2 separate regions of the Zea mays genome follow, and region 2 is linked to region 1. Evidence: chromatin contacts called from public Hi-C data. All regions are on one chromosome and are shown on one strand. The core of a region is the stretch at or near the end of the contact, and the rest is flanking DNA. Distances in the headings are between cores, read along the strand shown.

What was found. A called contact is a pair of places that touch in the nucleus more often than the background predicts.
Region 2: a Hi-C map of ear shows a contact between it and region 1, with 2.7 times the contacts expected there. The contact joins the enhancer-like site here to the promoter of LOC103649932 in region 1. A contact is called at or near these places in 2 of 25 Hi-C or Micro-C datasets (ear and tassel).

The regions. Positions count from the first base shown.
Region 1 is chr3:33,249,899-33,253,275 of Zm-B73-REFERENCE-NAM-5.0, forward strand. LOC103649932 (alanine and glycine-rich protein) reads left to right here and starts at 1,473. Exons shown (of 2, transcript XM_008675616.4): 1 at 1,473-2,171; 2 at 2,876-3,321. The coding sequence starts at 1,475. The coding sequence ends at 2,985.
Region 2 is chr3:33,638,121-33,641,486 of Zm-B73-REFERENCE-NAM-5.0, forward strand. It overlaps the pseudogene LOC103649934. Among protein-coding and RNA genes, the nearest start is that of LOC100283905, 8.4 kb to the right of the region's middle. Within about 2 kb of position 2,076, at least 6 of the 20 cell types and tissues checked have an H3K27ac peak or open chromatin away from gene starts, as enhancers often do. A contact at or near this core is called in ear, where this site is marked.

The DNA of each region.
Region 1 (3,377 bases), core at 223-2,722:
CATCTATACCTCGTCTCGTCCCAGGTATCCGGTTTTTAAAGTCGTCCGACTAATCGTTAATTAGTTAGCTTTATTGCTGGAGCAAGCTCGATCCAGGTAAGCTCGATCAGTGTCTTTAACTCGACTAGGACGACTAGAAAGCAATTAATCATTCTAGTCACTGATTAATCATGATTACTCGTCTGATTTTATGACCGACTAATTTTATCTATTTTAGATTAGTATCTAATCTCTTTTCTATGGGCCAGTCTACCATCTCTAAAGGTCTAAATATACTATTCTGACCTACTTGGAGTCTTGGATACGCAACAATGTAGCCAACGGCACCTGTACCGCTGTACTCAGCACCACCGCCCTTGCTCCATTGCCCCCTTCTCCTTCTCCAGCCCCGCCACCCTGATGTGCATCTGTTACTCCATCACATAGCTGCCCCATCCATCGTGTGGTGGCCGCAAGCCTGCAAAGGCCCTCTGCTCGAGTCGCCGGTGTGCGGTGCCTCTATTCTAGCATCTAGCACATGATACATCTGCTCTAGCGCGCGACATCTTTCTGTAGCCGCAACCATTCTCCTGCAGTCGCGACCGTCAATGGAAATTAAAAAAATGGGAATTCACAATAATGTATTGAATCCGGATAGCATAACCATCGGTTAACGGATATGTATACTAGATTTCTATACCCACAAAAAAAACCATATATACCTTATAATATCCATATATATAACTACGGATAACAAATTCCATCTCGTGGCCCAATGGATAATTACTTGTGTTTATTTACCTATATATGTACATATTGTCATCCCTATCTAAGAGGTTATTGATTAGTATTATATGTTTTAATGGATATAGCAGCACATTGTATAGTTGAGGGGTCGTATAATTGACGAGTTGTTCGCTTCGGATTAAAGATGACTGTTTAAACTGATGTAGCTACAATTAATCAATTAATATATAAATAATAGAAGCTGATATGTATTAAAACCAAGCAAACAAGCCTACGGTAGATTTCAAAAAATGACACATTAGTAAAATCACCCTTAAAATGTCTTAGAGGGCAATTTAAACGATTTTTAATGTTTTGAGGGTAGAATAACTGATTTTACAGAGGGCAACGACTGTTATGCAAGCAGTCCTTCTGTGCAAACGTGTAAGCAAATCATCTGATCCATTAGATTACGATTCAACCATAGATACAACCATGATTTGTTAGAGGTTTTTTTTATAAAGATTATTGAGCTGGTGGTGGAAGAGTTTAAATGTTAAATGTGACCTACGATTAGATTACGATTTAATTGATTAGATTGTTTGCTTACACGTTTGCACGTAAAGACGGCTTGTATAGCCGTCGTTGCCTTTACATAGAGGGAGTAGTAAAAGTTTCCTATTTTGCCTTTGTCTGCTTTCTGCATTTTTGGTAGCTGAAATTTTTGTAGTATTAAAAAAATTCAGACATTGGTTCCCTCCGGGGCAAAATGAGACCAGCGGCACCACCGTGCCAACTTTCCCAACCCAAACTCAGACGCGTCCCCCAGTCCCCACCTCCGTCGCCGATGACACCGCGCGCCCCGCAGCTTCGGCACCACCCGCCGCACCTCCTCCTCGCCGAGGCCGTTGCCTCCTGGCACCCCTTCCACAAGAAGCCCTGTCGCTCGGACCGCTCCACCGCTCCCCCTTCCTCGGCCCGCCTCCCTGATGCGGAGACTCCGACGCCTGCCCCCTCGGGGGGCGCTAGCGGCGGATCCTTCCGGTGGTTCGGGCTCCGCAAGCGGCGCCGCCGCGGTGCGGGCTCGCGGTCCGTGTCCGGCCGCAGCAGCGACCGCCGGAGATCTGGCACGTGCTCCGACTTCCATTTCACGTGCGGCGGCGGTGGTGGTGGTGGCGGTGGCGGCGGCGGCGCCACTGACTCCAGTGGGGAGATGTGGGCGTCAGATGTCGGGGAGGTGCGGATGAGGGACGTGTCGATGGCGACGGAGTTCGGCCCGGCGCCCGTTAGCGGGGTTGGTGTCGGAGGTGGTGGGGTCGGCGCTGCAGCGGAGGCAGCGGCCACCGATTCTGGGTACGGGAGCGAACCTGGGTACCGTGGCGACGTGGAGCTGGGATACGGAGATGAAATGGACGAAGAAGATGAGGATGGGAGGCAGCAGCTGTTCTGGGACGGGGTGATTGGAGGTGATAAGCGTCTTTGAATTCAATTACTTGGATAGTCACTGCCTTTTAGTATCCTCGACTCTCCACATAGATCAGCATTACCGTGTGCACTTTGATTTAGAATATGTTTGTTGGAAAACTTGGTTTGTTACCTTTGTAGGTTGAGATTCTAGTGTCCATGGATATTTCTTGTTCGGGATCAAGTAATATAGGTCATGGAGCTCCTCTGTTCTTTGTTCCGTATAATGTGTCGTAAGTCTTGTTTATTGCTGTTGATGTCTGACCATAAATATTTGCAGTGGATTGGTTGAGTCAAAACAGTTTTGAGGGGAAATGCATTTATTTACCCAATACCGACACAATATTCTTGTAGTGGTATGGCTGACAAAATGACTGCCTGACAAATATTCCTTTATACTCCTGATCACAGAAATGTATTATTTAAAGCAAGATGACAAATATTTGTTTTTCATGGCATTGATGTAGCCTACAAGATGGAACTTTGACTAGAAATATCTATAAAAAAACATTGTTTCGAATATAAAGAGTTACTCCATCTGTCCTGGAATGAGAAGTGTATTTTGATCAAAGAAAAGTCATACAAAATTGATTTGACCCCTTAGTTTCTGTTGCAATATGTTATCATTTGCCAAACAGTCAATACCATCTCTCAGAGGCACCTTGAATGCACATACATTATGGTTCTTTTTTCCCATCCATTGCAGATATGACTAAAATGAAGATCGACGGCGACAATAACTTTGGGGAGCAGAAGAGCCATCACCGCTGCAGGCGCAAGAAGCATGATGCTAGGGTTTTGGATTCCTTGAGTTGAAGATTTTTGTTGTGCTAGAAGTGGTGAAGCGTCTAAGCATGTGTTGTATTGTAGTGTTCCTTCACTAGCAGCAGCTGTTATCCGCGTCTTTGTTGTAGCATTCACTGATAGAGTAGGCAACTAGTTACCAGTGTTTCTGACTTTTTGTATGGGCACTGATGTTTCCTGATAGTATAGTTCCCTAGTTTCTGGGCTAGTTTTTTTTTCCATGAGTTTATCTGTGAAGGCTTCAAGAGTAGCGAATGCGCTAAGAACAAATGTGTCGCCTTTTTAGTTGTTTTTTACACTTGTTAGCACTATATAATGGTTGTTTGAGTTGGATGCGTGATTGATACAGCAGCATCAGTCAGCTGATCCCTAAAATAAGGTTGTTTGGTTTAAGGTCAGGGGTT
Region 2 (3,366 bases), core at 826-3,325, 390 kb after region 1:
GCTCAAACGCTCCTCCGACGGCCACGACACCGCGTACGCAGGACTCTAGCACCTCTCCGACAGCCACGTTGGCATGTACATAGGGCTTTGGCTCCTCTCTGCCGGACACGTTAGCATATTGCTACACCCTCATTGTACACCTGAACCCTCTCCTTGCATCTATAAAAGGAAGGGTCAGGGCCCTCATACGGGGGGTGGTCGCGCGGGAGGACGGGCTGACGAACGGGCTCGCTCTCTCTCTCTCTCCCTCACGAACGCTTGTAACCCCTACTGCAAGCGCATCCTCCCCTGGGCGCAGGATAACACGAGCCGCGGTTTTCCCCCCTTGTGTTCCATCTCGCGCCAACCCATCTGGGCTGGGGCACGCAGCGACAATTTTACTCGTCGGTCCAGGGACCCCCGGGGTCGAAACGCCGACAGAGGTTTTCAAAACCTGTAAATAAAACTAACAGCACCATGGCTAACATCCACACATATACATCAAGGCCTCGATAACCACATATACATATTTGTACTCACATATTCATGCATCGTTGTTCTCACAATTCACAATCACACACAAAAACAATAGTTCACTAATAATAAATTTCATACTTACAGTTCAAAATAACTTAGCACAACTTCACAAGTCACAATTTCACACTCACAACTAAAAATAACTAGGTCCAAACATCAATTGCTAGCCAAACATCATACAATTTCTATGTGTGTTGCAAATGGCAAAAAAGAGTCTTTACCTTTGCTTGATCGAAGCACTGGAGAGGGCACGGATCCGAGGTGGCGGTGCATTAGCTGGAGCGGGGGACCGATGGACGAGGATGGCCGGAGCCAGCGGGGACAAGGGGCCGGAGTCGGCGTGGACGGTGGCGCGTTGGCCGATGGCGCTCAGGCGGGCGGCACGAGAGTGGGGAGGCGCTGGCGCGGCGGCGAGCGGGCGGGCTGGCGATGGCGAGCGGGCGGGCTAGCGACGGCGAGCGGCAGTTGAGCATGCGAAAGAATGGGACCGCGGGCCCAGTCAGTGTTAAGTAAACGTTCTTTGCCGAGTGCCGGCGACCTAGCACTCGTCAATTTTTTTTATTTAAAAATATACTTTGCCGAGTGTCATGGATCTTACACTCGACAAAGATTATTTTAATTCAAAAACTACTTTGCCGAGTGTCCCTTTGTAGGTACTTTGCCGAGTGTCCCTCTATAGATACTTTGCCGATTGTCTGATCTAGGACACATGACAAAGTATATTTTTATTTTTATTTTTTTCACCAAACTTTTTGTGGTTTGTTCCTATAGTATAGACCTACATGTTCTATTGGCATAATTATCAAAGTGTTTTCTATAAATATTAGATTTAGTTCGTTTAATTGAATTTTTTCGGATAATTTAGATTTAAACTGCAAGTTACTCGAAAAATGAAAAAATGTGAATGCAAAAATGATTTTCATGTTATTTAGCATAAGTTACGGTCTATTTTAGGAACAAACCAGAATTTTCGAGCACTATACTCACGAAATATGACCATGAACTTGTGATCTATTTGTTTTAAAATTGTATAGAACACAAACAAAGTCAGTAAATTATGAAACTTGTCGACATGTAATGATATCATATATAAAAAATCTGATAAAAATTGACATTGTTTCGTAAAAGTTGTCACGCACTATGCGTAGTGACCGGAGTCTATAGAAGACTAAGGGTCTGTTTGGTCGAGCTGTGGCTGTGAATAAAACTGTTGTGGGCTGTGAGCTGTGGAAAAAGCTGTTGTGGGCTGTGAGATATTAAAAAGCTAAAAACCATTTGTTGGAAACCACTAAAAGCTATTAAAAGTTCTTCGATATATGTTTTCATAGTTCTATCTAAAAACCACTAAAAGCAGGTCCAGAGGTGCTTTCAGTTTTCTACTGCGAGAAAGTCGACTTTTAGAAAAGCTGCTTTCTAGATCCATCCCTTTGGTTTAACTTTTGGCTTTCAGAGGTAAAAACCAAAGCCAAAAGCCAAACCAAACACACCCTAGGTTTCACTCGTACGACTCATGACCCATCCACTCTCGCTCTGGATTGACAACGCGTGGCCTACTGGTCTGGGCACTGGCCCAGGCAAGACCTCGGTCACCTGGTTCGGGCCGACGCCGAGGGTGATCATAACCGAGCCGGAGCTGGTGCGCCAGGTTCTGTCCAACAAGTTCGGCCACTTCGAGAAGGCCGGCTTCGGGCAGCTGACGCGGCTGCTGCATTATGGCGTGAGCACCCACGAGGGCAGCAAGTGGGCCAAGCACCGCAGGATCATCAACCCCGCTTTCCATTTCGAGAAGCTCAAGGTCTCATACATGAATCACCTCATCAGTGTAGCTTGCTATTTGATGGATCCGATACGAGCTTCCCGATCAATCGATTCTCCTGCAGCGCATGCTGCCGGCCTTTGCGTCGTGCTGCGCCGACCTGGTGAGCACATGGGAGCGTCTGGTGGTCGCGGCCGACGGCGAACCATGCGAGGTGGACATCTGGCCGGACATGCAGAGGCTGACGGGGGACGTCATCTCCCGCGTCGCCTTCGGCAGCAGCTACCTGGAAGGCAGGAGGATCTTCGAGCTCCAGGAGGAGCAGGTGCACCTCGCCATGCTCGTCGCCGGCAAGATACACATCCCTGGATACATGTCAGCTCGTGCTCTCTAGCTAGCTCTGATCAAACCACATTCTATATTAATTTGATTGTCAGTGAGAACTGACACGACAAAAAGATTTTGATGTACAGAATTGCAATTTTCGTGCGTGTAGGATGCTGCCTACAAGGGTCAACCGGCGGATGAAGCGGATCGCGGCGGAGATCGAAGGGATCCTTAGACGGATGATCGCGACGAGGGAGAGCTCGCTGAGGGCAGGAAAGGCGACGAGCGACGACCTTCTCGGCCTGCTGCTAGAGTCCAACATGGAGCAGCTCAGGGGCGAAGGCGGAGGCGGAGGCGGCGGGACGAGCTCCGGAGGCATGTCCACCGACGACATCATTGGAGAGTGCAAGCTGTGTTCTACTTCGCCGGCATGGAGACCACGTCGGTGCTGCTCACGTGGACCTTGCTGGCGCTCTGCATGCACCCGGAGTGGCAGGACCTTGCCAGGGAGGAGGTGCTCCGCGTCTTCGGCGGCGCCTCCTGCAGAGTGCTGGACTACGACGGCCTCAGCCGACTGAAAATCGTAACCTTCATTTCGATAGCATGATCAGTCTTGATCGATTCGTTCAGTCAGTGTCGTGTGAAATGTGGTCGTAATTGTGATTCGCAATCGCGTCTGCAGGTGACCATGGTGCTGTACGAGGTGCTGCGGCTCTACACGCCGCTGCCGGCGTTGCACCGGCGGACATACAAGCCCATGGAGCTTG